Regions from separate parts of the Mus musculus genome. Here regions 1 and 2 are each linked to region 3. A link is a contact called in public Hi-C and HiChIP or PLAC-seq data. All regions are on one chromosome and are shown on one strand. Each heading gives the region's core, a stretch centred on a gene start, on an enhancer-like site or on the middle of the called end of the contact. The rest is flanking DNA. Distances are from core to core; before and after follow the strand shown. Region 1 overlaps Pik3c2g (phosphatidylinositol-4-phosphate 3-kinase catalytic subunit type 2 gamma). Region 2 has its middle 27 kb from the start of Pik3c2g. Region 3 holds the start of Plekha5 (pleckstrin homology domain containing, family A member 5).

Region 1 (4,046 bases), core at 316-2,815, 510 kb before region 3:
TTTCCAGAAACACTGTTTTATACAGTTGCTTGTCATGTGACAGCACAGGAAAATTAAAGATAATCCCTTTATGCATGCATGCTAAAATATGTGCTCAGTTTTAGTTATATGCTAAATTTGCAGCTCCTTCAAAATACATTGTATCACTATGCATAACTATGTAGAATTTTTTTACTTGCCAATTGCATACACAGATATAATACATTTTGATCTTTTCCTGACCCATTACCCTCTTATCCAACTCTCTTCAACTAAAATCTTTCTCATGCCCTGTAAGTCCTTCTCCTACGTTTTGGCCACTAATTTTAATTAGTGGTTCTTATGTGAACAGGGTGATAGATTGTTTATCAGAAGTGGGCATCTAACTCAGCAGTGGCTATACTCCTAAAGAAACTGTCAGCCCTAGAAGAAATGTTTAAAAAGAAATGTTTTTGATCACCTACTGTTTGTAACATTCTAGAGTCAGAGCTTTAGTTTGTTTCTGGATTAATCTGGATAAGTGAAAATATTCTGAGATATGCTAAATATGCTTATAATATAGTGATTATATAGATGTGAGCATAAATAATACATGATCTAAAATGAAAAGGCTTTGGGAGAGAAGAAAGAAACCGCAGTTTGAATATAATCACAAAATCACCTATTATTATGTATCCTTGCCTATAAGCTGTGCTGCTTTGGATTGGAGGACACTTTGAGGTCAAGAATCAATTATGTCAGAAGAGCACCTGCTCTTTGCAGGGGGGCGGTGCCGGGGGGCGTATTGAAACAATCTACATAATGGGACAGATACCTAAAGATATCTAAGCTCTATCTACCTACTTACATATCTGTCTATCTGTCTGTCTGTCAGTCATCTATCTCTTGGAGAAATACTTTGTTGATAAATGAAGCAGGCATTAAATGGAAAGCACTACCACACACTACCCATCGCTTCTAAACGGATTGGGGTTGTGTTTAGGCATCCTGGTAAATCCCCTGCCTGCCTTCTCTTGCCTCACCCTTGCTCACATCCCCAGCCTGAGATTCCTTTCAGTGGTTATAGTTTCAAACAAGTACTGCAATGGTGCTAACAAGAATTCTTTTTGCTTCTTTAAATTTTGTTCTGTTTTGATGGAATTGTGTTGTGAATGAAGCCAAAATCTTTAGAAAAGAGTAATATGAACCTTGTGTTTAAAAAAAAAAAAAATTACAGCAAGTGACTGGAAAACCTCACCAATGCATGTCCCCATCAGAGTTCAGCTGAGATTTCACAAACAGACCATGCGTGCAGCATCTCACAGCCAGCCGTGTACACTGGGACCATTCCCAATCCTCAGGGCTGTTGCTCATTTCTGGATGTCCCTGCAAACAGGGGATGATATCACTTAAGGTTTAGGCAATGTTTTGTTTTTCTTTAAAAAAAAAAAAAAAAAAAAACAGAAACCCAATGTCAAAATAAAGCCAAGTGGATAAATCCTGTCTTAATAGCGAGCATATGTTTCCTGCTCCCCATTGCTAAACCCAGATGTTAATGGCATGTTTGTCATCGCACTGCTCTCTTCTCGTTTGGCGCTAGCTGAGCTTACATTGCAGGCAGGATAAATGTCATGTGTGCACCATCAGTAAAACCAAGACGATTCTTCACAGTCTGGTGAAGCGCTGATGACATCCGAGAGCCAAATTACAGAAGATTCTTCAGACATTCAGAGTTCTTCATGGTGTTAGCGTTTTTCCATGTAACTCGAACATGAGCACTGTGGGCTGAGCTAGGCGAGAAACTGGACATGCTGACATGTTACTTTATAAAGAATGCAATAAAATACAATTACTGCTCAGTTTTGATTTAGGAGTCTTCTGGGATTTTTTTTTTTTAGTTTGTATATTTTACAGCACTCTATGGCATTTGAGAGAAATAGATTTAGCTTATTGTTTTAAGCCACTAAATCTTGCAGCCAATGCTAGAAGTTGGCTGGCTAGCTAATAAATGGGAACACTTAATTTGCTTTAGTAAAGAAAGAGAAAAATGGATCTCGCTTTTATAGTCCATTCATTCTGGCCTGTGCATGTATTTTAACTCCGTTCAGCGTTTGATAATATGGTATAGGAAAAACACTTATTCTGAATTGATCAGCTCTCAAAAAAAAAGTCAAACATTTTAAATTACATACCAGTTAATGTAATTGGTAAAGGTATTATGAATGAGGTTTCTGAGTTTAACAAAACATGCTCTGATAGAGATTTTAATTTAATATTGACCCATTGGATTTTATGTTTGTTTTTCATTGTCCTCATTTTTCATTTAAGAGCATAATGGGAATTAAAATTTCCCATTAGTTATATTAGAATTGTGTGTGTGTACATATATGTATATACATATATATGTGTGTTTATGTATATATGTTCTGTATATACACATATATACATAAAACACATATAAGCATTTCATATCACCCAATGACATTTAGCTCGACAACTGGTAACTTTAGATAGCCCAAGACAAATCACAGCCATTTTTCATTTCTTCACTAGATACATAAGATGAATGTCCTACATGTTTGAATGTCCATACATTAGTGTTCAAAAGCTGGCTGTCAAAGCAGGATGTGAGCCAGACACCAAGATATCTTTCTTGTCACAAGAGTTCAAATTGGCTGAGTATGTTAGGAAAGAGAATATCAGACGTGTCACTGGGCATGAGTGGGAGGCCAAAGTCTGAACCTAACCTAAACTACTTTTGAGTTGTCTATGAGACTTCCAAAAAATACTAAGCAGAGGTTTAGATACATTAAGGAAGAATGTTTGGCTAAAAATATACATATTGGAATTGTCTCCAAATAACTCATTATCAAAACTATTCACTGGAAGAAATTAAATAATCCTAAGTACACTGAGAAATGGAATTTAAAAGAGACATAGTTGGAAAAGCAGTCCAGGCAGCCCACCAGTTTTAAAGTTTGGGGAGATAAGGTCAACTCAGCAAAGACAGCTGAGAGAGACCAATTAGCTGAGCCCCAGAGAACAGAGCGCCAGGAATCCAACAAGGGAGAAGGATGCAAATGAGAGAATGGCTATCTGCTCAAATCCAGAGAGTCAACAACCAGGAACTAGCAATGGGTTTGGTGGCTCACATCAATGAGCTCAACAGTCAAAAATCTGATGCAGGAGAAAGCACACTCATTAATGCTTGTTAGGACTTTTACAAACAAAAACCCACCTGGAAGAGGTTCAAGAAAAATAAAAAGAGAGATTTGAGATGGAAAGTAGAAAACAACTTTGCAGCAGACTTTCTCTAAACATAGGTAATGATAGAATACAGGGAAATGTTAGTCAATAATTTTCTTTATTGAATATGTTTATAGGACATGTGCCTTCTACTTTTAAAAGGCATTCACTTAAGAAGTGAAAGAAAGAGAAAGCAAGAGCACAGAGCAATAACCTGAGGAGAAGAACAGGGGGTCTGGTGTTCCAGTTGTCCTCAATTTAGAATTAGTCTGTCTGTGTAACAGAAGAAAGGGCAGTTGTGACTACTCTGACAGATTGTGTTGGGAAATGGGTTATATTCCAAAAATCAGGGAACCCATAAAGAGGTTGGGGAAGAAGAAATAATGGAATTTGAGGAGCAAAGACCACAAAGAATGAAACTGTCCTGTTGTCAAACAGTAACTGAAATAATGATAATGATTTTCCATAAAACATTCAAGACACACTCAAGTGTGGGTCACCATTGAGTATAGTCATTTGTATGTGTTTCCAGCAACATTAGGCAATTACACTCGCAGAGTAGGCAATATATATTATATTACATTATATCATATTATATTATATATACATATATATAGCAACATACATATACATATATAACTACAACTTGGTGTTTTGTCAAATGAATAAAAAATGGAGAGAAGGTCACAGGATTCATAAAGAACATACAAAAGAATTAGCACAAAAATAGACCATGAAACCCAAAGTGATCAATGGCAGACATAAGACATGGAATGGATTTTGAAGATTGAAATGTTCCTGCAGTCAAGATATTTCTGATATTTTGTTGCTTTTAAGAAAAT
Region 2 (4,227 bases), core at 1,689-4,188, 840 kb before region 3:
TTGTGGGGACTGTGGGGGGCAGTAACTTAGGCAGGACCCAGAGTTCCAGGAGCATGAGGGAGTGCCTACCGTGTCATGAAGGTGAATTATCACCTTTGGGGTTCAGACCACAGCTCAACTGGAGACTAGCCTGCAGCCCAATTCCCCACACATATCTATGGCTTCATCTTTGGACATGATGTTTTTCCTTCAACACAAATTCATCCCAAGCCTATTTCTGGTTTTGGTGTAATTATGAAAGCTCATTATAGTTCTTATTATGCAGCCTTTACTTATTATTATGACAAGTGGACACATTTTACTCTTGATGTTAGCTTTATTACATCTTTCTAGCAAAACAACTGATACCATCTCTTCAAACTGTCTTTCTAAGAGTATTCAGATTAAAACAGGAATCCTTTAAAAATCATTAGTTGATCTAAACACCATTAATTTGAAATTATGCAATTATTGATTAATGATTGAATTATTAAAATTCATCTTTATGTTGAACTGCATGAAGCCTGCTCAATAGAGTGGGCAAATACGTAGTAACCCTTAAGGTATGTAAAGATGACAGGAAAAGCATATCAGCTGCGAGAAGCAATCCTGAGATGAAGTCTCTTGGGGCCTTGTTTCTCAAAGCTCACCCATCAAAAAGCATACAAAGATGGTGGGCTACGTACAGGAAGGTTACCAGCTAGCCATAGCCTTTCCTAGATGGCTCCTAGCAATGCATGAATCCCTATATATCATTCCAAGAACCATGTGAATTACATACAGCAGTTCTTACTCTCAGCACTCCAGCCAGAGAATGCTAGCTCTGAAGGTCTGTGGTATCCTCTGACACATGCATTTAAAGGCCAAGTTCTTATGAAATGATCACTGCGTCTCCAGGAAAAGCAAACACAGAATAGTTTTAACAGAGAGCTAAATCAACCCTCTTTAGAGTGAAATGAACACTATTTCTTCCCTTAAAATGTATATGTATTATTTACTTGATGTATGTATGTGTGTGACTGTGTAAAAGTATATGAACCTCACATGCAAGTACATACTGTGTCCAGAAAGGACATCAGATCCCCCTGGGGTAAAGGCTGTTGTGAGCTGTATGTGGAAGGCTGAGTCCTCTCCCTACTCAGCAAGTGCTTTTAACTGCCAAGCCATCTCTTTAGCCTCAAAGATGCCATGTGTCACCATTGTCACTCAGAAACTGGCTAGACAGACGTTTTAGTGTTGGGTCCTTGGGGTCCTCAGAACTGAAAGAGTCAGATTGTAGTTTCAGGAAAAGGAACTGAGAAAACTCCCGCCTCCAGCCAAAATCCACCTTTGGAGTGAAAGGTTAAATTTTGTAAACACTGTGTCTGTCACTCTGAACTTCATATGACCTGAGAGCTTCAAGATTCAGGTCACTGATGAACTTCACAAATATGGCTAGTTTGGCTTGTGAAATGAAGTATAGTAATATTTGTAACACGATGTGGCCCAGTAAATCTGACTCTTCCGAGTAAACAAAGTTCCATATTTCCAAGTCATAGAAGGAAATAATGTTGGAAAATAATTAGTGATGTTTAATGTAATCCTACATGAGCTATTTATTAGTTGGATTACTGCTTCTATGTTGTAACTAATATTTAAGAAATTGCTATTCGAGAACTTTTTATATAATATTAAGTAGCAATATCCACAGGACCAAAATCGATAGTAAAACAGTCGTCCCTTTCTAAACAGATAACACAGAGAGGCTGAGTATGAAAGTATATTACATTCTGATAAAAAATCAAAACCAGTCATTGGAATTCAATTATTCATAATTTTCATAAAGCTTTAAAATGAATGCCAATATGTTCCTTTGTTTGTTTATGACACATAGCACATTTTTACAAAATGTCTAGTTATTTCACTATGTGGTATTGGATACTGGTTTTTAAGTTGAATTGACAAATACATGTTTTACATGTTTTTCTATTTTAATTTAATATAATTTAATTTCACATATGCTATATCTCAAGCCATGGACACTCTCTTCAATGATGTTAAACTTCAAGATTATTTTTAAAAATTGTTACCAGAAAGTTTCCAGCAGAGCTGAATAGAACTCTAAACCTGAAGAGAGGAATTAAGTCAGTAGAAGTAAAGAGAAGTCAGAGACTAGACCCGCGCTGCCAGCACCGTCTCTGTAAGCGTCTCACAGGCTAATAGCATCTAAGAGGCCTGGCAAGCCGCTGTTCTGTTGGAACTTTCCATACCTCTTCTAGGAAGTTGGTGAAACAGCAAGGTTTAAACACCCAGGTTATTGCTACCACTCATTGCCTGCCCTGCTAAGCTGCTGCAAAAACAGGTGATGACGGAAACGTAACAGGAAAATGTGAGAGAGTAGTCGTACCAGTCACTTATGGTGCTCAAACAAATCCGGGGGAACGTGCAGTTTTATTTGCGTAGCAGCTGATAAGATAAGCCAACAGCGAACAGCCCCCTTTGGTGATTAGTAAATTATTACCCACAGCCCGAGCTACCGGCCGCTTCCTCTTGGCATTCCTGATGGCGGAGGAGGAAAAGACGGAGCGAAACACATGAAGGTACGGTCTACTGTGAGACATTGTAGTGGGATTATCAATGCGATGTTTGCTAAAGACAGTTGTAGAAATTCCTGATCCATTTAAAAGTGTGAATTCTTATATGCAATTAGGAATGTCTAAACAAAAATTCCCTTTCTTTCTCTCTCGCTTCTCTGGGTATGGGCTAATTTCTAACACTGTCTTCAGGAACACCGCACGAAAGGGCAGAAGATAGCAAGAATTATTACTGCCATAATTTCATTTTTGAGGTTCATGGTAAAAATAAATTTTAAAGACTCAGAAAGGTCAAATTATATGTCACGATAGAGCCTTACTTTCACCTGTTCCAAAGAGCAACTCGAGTGTAAAGAAAGGATAGGATGCTGTAAACGAATTCAAGCTACTGATGACAGCTGCAGGCGCTGACTCTGCGCACGCAGGACTGAAGCCCAGTCATGACTGCCGCGCTCTCAAGATGCCAACAGCAAGAAAAGCGCGTCATTATCCCTATGCTGTCAATTATCACTTTGTGTCTGTTAGTCTGTGAAAATGGCTTCCATGTGAACCGCATAATCCTATTGGCTATTTCCCCTCACTGCCAAACAGAATTTCAAATCTGAGACCTTTCTCCGTGACGGATACAAAGTTTCATTTTACTAATGTGAGTTACACTTGTGGGATGGAAAGCGAAATTCTACGCACTGTGGAAAATATTTAAAGATACTCATAAAGCAAGTTTTAAGAACATTCTAGGTATTACAGTAGACAACATGATTTAGTGTCGATATAAACAAGACTGCTGTAAGTTTGCAAAGGTCTGGGCTTCAAAACCACTAGATATTTGCACATAGAAAGAACAACTTATTAAAGTCCGTGTTTAAACTATATACCAAGAGAAAGTACAGAATTCTGACAGGCAACTAAAGAAGTTAAAATTCATAAGAAGAAACAGGAGAGGCTCTCGAGTGTGAGTGTGTGTGTGTGTGTGTGTGTGTGTGTGTGTGTGTGTGTGTGTATTAAAAGACAGAGAAAGAAATAGAAAGAAAGAACAAAAAAATTCTCTCAAAGTTTCAAAATTCTTTGGAATAAATTTGCTAAGATATTTAGTTGTAAGAAGTGAAAAAGCTGTTTCCAGATTAATGGAAAAATAAATTTCAAGCATAAATATGTCTTGTATGTATATGTTACAGTTAAAGTTATCAAGTTGAGGCCTCTGGAAGATTGAGTCCATGAGAATATCGCTTTGGTTGCAGCTTACATAAACCAGTCAGAACGAAGCGAATTGAAAGCGAAGCACAGCAAATCCTAACGACAGACACGTGGGCGTTTCCAGAGCGAGGCAGTGGTATGACTGCCCTTAGGGCAGGTTAGCAATGAGCCATGACTAAACGGATGGACCAGGGTAAAGAGCAAACTACGCCACTGTAGGCCCGGAAGGCAAGAGGTCAGCTAACGTGAATCTGTGCGGGGTGAGCTCTCTGACAGACAGGTCTGTGTCTTCTCAGGGGCCGACTTCCATGAGACTCAGTGATTCTCACATGCTCATTTTGCATACTGTCACGCAAAATAACAAGAATCAGCAAAGTTTATATAGTACATAATCTATCCCCAATATTTCCCAGATAACAATATGAGAGTCTGATAGATCATTATTAATATGATGGAGGGAAATGAGAGGTATGTCAAACAG
Region 3 (4,298 bases), core at 1,051-3,550:
AATGTACGAAGCCACTTTCACTGGCTCTGGAGGTCATATGGGCTGTTATTTACCCCAATCAAAACCTGTCTTGCTTTGTATACACATCATTAACTCTTTTATTTGCTGTTTTCCCTAAACTCCAGGACATCGGGAATTATTCTTAAGAGTCTAGATTACACAGGGAGCAGTGGTGCACACCGTTAGATCCAGCATTCTGGAGGCAGAAGCAGGCAAATCTCCGATTTAGAGGCTAGCCTGGTCAACAGAGCAAGTTCCAGGACAGCCTGGGCTATACAGTGAGATCCTGTCTCAACAAACAAACAAACAAAACAAAACGAAACAACGAAACAAACGAAAAGATTCTAGATTACTATTTGAGTACTGCAAATGTTTTTCTTTTCTTCCTTCTCTCTCTCTCTCTTGTCTCTGTCTCTCTTTCTACCTCCCCAAACCCCAAGCATAGAATGTGCACTCTACAGTTGAACTACATCCATAGCCTTTGGTTGCGATTTTGAAAGATACATAAGTTAATCTATATTGACTTTTGAGATGTGCTTTCTGTGAACACATCTTGTAGTATCCAAAGATCCAGAGCTAAATAGAAGCCGAGCACAGCACACAGTCAACGTATAGACTTCTCGGTGGTATGCAAACATCCAAATCCCTCAGCAGGACTACCAAGCACTAGATTCATAAGCTATTGTGGCATTTGGGAGACTTTTAAGTTTGTAATGATAACAGAGAGTCAACAGCTCTTCTTATACTTGCTGTGCTGTGCCAGTGACCACTGATGCTAATGTGGGACATTTCCTGCCAGCTATTCATTGATTAAAAAAAAAAAAAAGTCATATTTTCCAGAGACTGGGTAGGAGATAAGATGTCAAAAAGTAATAAGGACTGAAATGAGGGAGCAGAATACAAACGAACCCAAAAGAGAAAACATTACAGCGATGGTATTTTTTTTTCCTCCTGTATATGCAGATGGACAGGAAAATTATAGCAGTAATTGCAGTCTCCGTTTCACCAGAGACGTATGGCCTTGGGGAATCAGGAGATAGGAGGAAAAGCCAATGAAAATGCACGCTCATCAGGAGCTTTGGCCAAGGGCATTCACCCTCCCTGTGCCTTGGTTTCCTTAAAGGTTGAAAAGCATCATTTACTTATTTCAGTTACTTGGGAAGATGAATGAGAGAATGCCTCAGAAGCATCCAAACTGGTCAGGGAAAAAAAAAAAAAAGGTGCTTCGAGAATGCCAAGTTGTACTGTTATTATTGAACTGTGTTTCCTCTGGGATGAGTCATTTGCTGCAAAGCCATGGAGACAATTCCAAGAGTGATGATGAAGGACCAGGGGCAGTAAGGAGCAAGCATAGCGCTCTTTACTGGTGCAAGGGAGGTCTTACTAGCAGTGAACCCTTCCTTTGTTCAAAGGACAAGGGGGCCGGGGGTGCCAAGGCATTAAAAATACTATACAGCAACGTATTCATTCGAGTAGACTCTTGGAAATCTATAGGCGATTTGAATTCAGACTTTGCCATTTTTCACCATAACCCTGGGCACAATCACCTTTGTTCCTTTACGTTTCTTTGCCCCTCTCAGTGAAACGGAGACAATCATAGTTCGAAGGGATTTAAATGTCCACCACCCCAAGGACTCCGTAAAGTTAAGTTGCCCTTGTAATAAATGAGAGAGATTGGGAGCCTAGAAATTCACGTTGATAATCAAGTGCATCTTTTTTAAGAAAGGAAAAGGCAAGTTTTTATTTTCTAAACTATTATATGGCTCAGAAGCTTAGAAAGGAAAAAAAAAAAACCACCAGTAACAAAAAGACCTTAAGTCTGAATCAGTCCCATTTCAGTGGTCCGAGCTCACTCGCGGACCCTCCTTTATTTGGCACGCCACACACCAGAAAAGCCTTTCCCAAAAGCAGTTTTCCATTTCAACGCCCGGCGTCTCCCAGAGAAGCCCCGGGCTAGGCAGGCAGTAGCTGATTCAAAACCTCACAGGTTCGGAGCCCAGCCCTCCGGGCGGGCGCCGGCGGGACCCGACCCCGGAACCTTCGCGCGGCGCGGGCGGGGCACGGGGGAGGGCTTTGGCGGGGGCGCGGCGCCGCTTCGCCCAGCCTCCGAGCGAGCGAGCGAGCGAGCGCAGCGCGGGCCGGCGGCCGGCCGCGGAGGATGCCGAGGGGCGGCGACGCAGGCCGGACTCAGCCGGGGCGGCGGGGAGGGCGCCGCCCGAGGGGGTAGGGCGGCCGCGGGGGCGCGCTCGGGCCGGGCCGCGCGCCCTGCGCTCCTTTCGCTCGCTCGCTCGCTCGCTCGCTCGCGCCCTCCTTCCTCAGCGGCGGCGGCAGCACAAGGCGGCGGCGGCGGCGGCCGGGGAGCAGACATGGCGGCCGACCTGAACCTGGAGTGGATCTGCTCGCTGCCGCGCTCCTGGACGTACGGGATCACTAGGGGCGGCCGCGTCTTCTTCATCAAGTGAGCGGGCGGGGGAGGCGCCGCCGGGCGGCTGGGGGGAGCGGTGGGAGCGAGCGGGCCGGGGGCCCCCGTGGGTCGCCCCTCGCGCCGCTCAGCGCCTGTCCCTTCTCTTCCCTGCAGCGAGGAGGCCAAGAGCACCACCTGGCTACACCCGGTCACCGGCGAGGCCGTGGTCACCGGGCACCGGCGGCAGAGCACAGGTAGGGCCGGCCGGGGCTGCGGCTCCGGGCCACCTGGCGGGGTTGGAGGGGCTCCGGGCTCCGCGCGACTGAGTCCCGGGGCGCCTATTCTTCTCCGCCTTTTCATCAGCGCTTGGAGACGGCGCCCTCTTCCTGGCGCCCTGGTCCCCATCCTTTCCCGGACGCCCCCCGAGGATGGGCGACGCCCCTCTACCCCGGATCGCCCCCGTCTCCGCCTCCAGCACCCTTTAGGAAGTCCTCACCCGCTCCCCTTTGCTCCCCGCATCCCAGCACCCCTGCGGTGAGACGGTCCCGCATCCTCGCCCTGCTCCCCAGAGAACTGCTTTCTGCCAAGCAGCTTCCTCCTCCACCACCTCCTACTTCTCCTAAGTGGGACTGTGGGTAGGTGACTGATGGAAGAGTTAGGGGTGCTGCGGTGCCCCCCCACCATGTGATCCAAACACCGGTGAGTCCCCTCCTGCTACCCGAGTAGCCGCTGGAGTTAGGACGCTGGAGCGGGCGCCGCAGCCAGTGATCCCGGCTCAAAAGTCCCCGGTAGCCGCAGCCAAGCTCCACGTACCACCAGCAGGCGGTGGGCGAGCCAGGGCGGTCCCGCGTGGGGGGCCTTCGGGCCCCAGTTCCACGAGGAAATGCATCTCGGGTTGCTTTGATAGCTTTCTTGAATGTTTAGCATGAGTTGAGCTGGAGGAGGGCTTGTGGTGGTTTCAGTGCTGGTCTGGCTTTCTTTTGTCATTCTTTGTTTACATTCACCCAACTTGTTTGCCTGAAACGTAACGTGAGTTCTCATACTGGCCCGCCTCTATTCCGGGTGACTGCAAAGGCTTGAGAACAGTTGGGTCGAAGGTGAGGCCCAGTTCTGTCTCTCCCTCTGGGTACTTTTCTCGCCAGCTCCGAGGTTCTGAGGATCTCCTATTAAAGTTGCCAGAAGGGTGAACAAACCTGCCTTTTCTGCTAAACGCTGGAGTTCAGTGAAGTGACTAATAATGTGTCCAAATTTGCACAAGTGTGGAGGAGGAAAGGGAAGGCTGCTGTAGCAGGCATGATGAGGTTACATTTTTAGGGCATTTCTGACTAATAAACCGTCATGTTTCCTAACTCTCTGCACTCTTTAGCTTCAGCCTGTTTACTGTACGCATTTGCAACTTTGATAGCCTCGTTACCCTTGTGGATATGGGCACGTTTATTTCATGGAAGACAATATAGGGTTAAAAGAATTTAGCCCAAATGTTTTATGGCATTATCTCAGGCCTATTTTGATTACGTATGACACGAATGTCTTCGAATTACCCTCACAGATTAAAAAATAGCAGTCACATGCCGGAAATATTTTATTCTATGATGTGATTTCGCATTTATCTATTTATTTATTCTTGTTTGATTTACTTTGCTTGGGCTCCCGTTCTGTGCACACATGTGTGCCTTTTCATTCTGGAGATGCTGTGATTAAATCCAAAGCTCTTGTCATCATAAGTGGCACATAAGTGGCCTGTGGCACATAAGTGGCACATAAAGATGCAGTCGCTCACTTGAAACCCCACCTCTCTTCAGGTCAAGTGTGTTGAAACTCGTGTGTAAGGATTCAGTCAGTTTTCCACTAATTGAAGGCTTGCGTTCCTTTCATGGTAGAAGAAACCTAAATG

Evidence for each region. A called contact is a pair of places that touch in the nucleus more often than the background predicts. HiChIP or PLAC-seq counts read pairs in DNA pulled down with a chosen protein or histone mark.
Region 1: a contact with region 3 is called in a Hi-C map of uterus, with 2.8 times the contacts expected there. The contact joins the enhancer-like site here to the promoter of Plekha5 in region 3. A contact is called at or near these places in 9 of 39 promoter capture datasets (the 3T3-L1 cell line, 3T3-L1-derived adipocytes, cranial neural crest and 5 more), 2 of 484 Hi-C or Micro-C datasets (palatal mesenchyme and uterus) and 7 of 115 datasets of contacts at active chromatin or transcription factors (astrocytes, craniofacial prominence, embryonic basal ganglia and 4 more).
Region 2: a contact with region 3 is called in an H3K4me3 HiChIP or PLAC-seq map of neural tube, with 6 times the contacts expected there. The contact joins the enhancer-like site here to the promoter of Plekha5 in region 3. A contact is called at or near these places in 10 of 39 promoter capture datasets (the 3T3-L1 cell line, 3T3-L1-derived adipocytes, the C10 cell line and 6 more), 9 of 484 Hi-C or Micro-C datasets (cerebral cortex, cortical neurons, cranial neural crest and 6 more) and 16 of 115 datasets of contacts at active chromatin or transcription factors (SST interneurons, astrocytes, craniofacial prominence and 12 more).

What each region holds. Positions count from the first base shown.
Region 1 is chr6:139,907,901-139,911,946 of GRCm38.p6, forward strand. All of the region lies in intron 30 of Pik3c2g (phosphatidylinositol-4-phosphate 3-kinase catalytic subunit type 2 gamma), which reads left to right. Among named protein-coding and RNA genes, the nearest start is that of Plcz1, 130 kb to the right of the region's middle. Within about 2 kb of position 1,566, at least 19 of the 459 cell types and tissues checked have an H3K27ac peak or open chromatin away from gene starts, as enhancers often do. A contact at or near this core is called in craniofacial prominence, second pharyngeal arch cranial neural crest and uterus, where this site is marked.
Region 2 is chr6:139,584,708-139,588,934 of GRCm38.p6, forward strand. No RefSeq gene overlaps it. Among named protein-coding and RNA genes, the nearest start is that of Pik3c2g, 27 kb to the right of the region's middle. Within about 2 kb of position 2,939, at least 33 of the 459 cell types and tissues checked have an H3K27ac peak or open chromatin away from gene starts, as enhancers often do. A contact at or near this core is called in liver, neural tube and pancreatic cancer cells, where this site is marked.
Region 3 is chr6:140,421,799-140,426,096 of GRCm38.p6, forward strand. It overlaps Plekha5 (pleckstrin homology domain containing, family A member 5), which reads left to right and starts at 2,301. Exons shown (of 31, transcript NM_144920.3): 1 at 2,301-2,458; 2 at 2,579-2,658. The coding sequence starts at 2,367.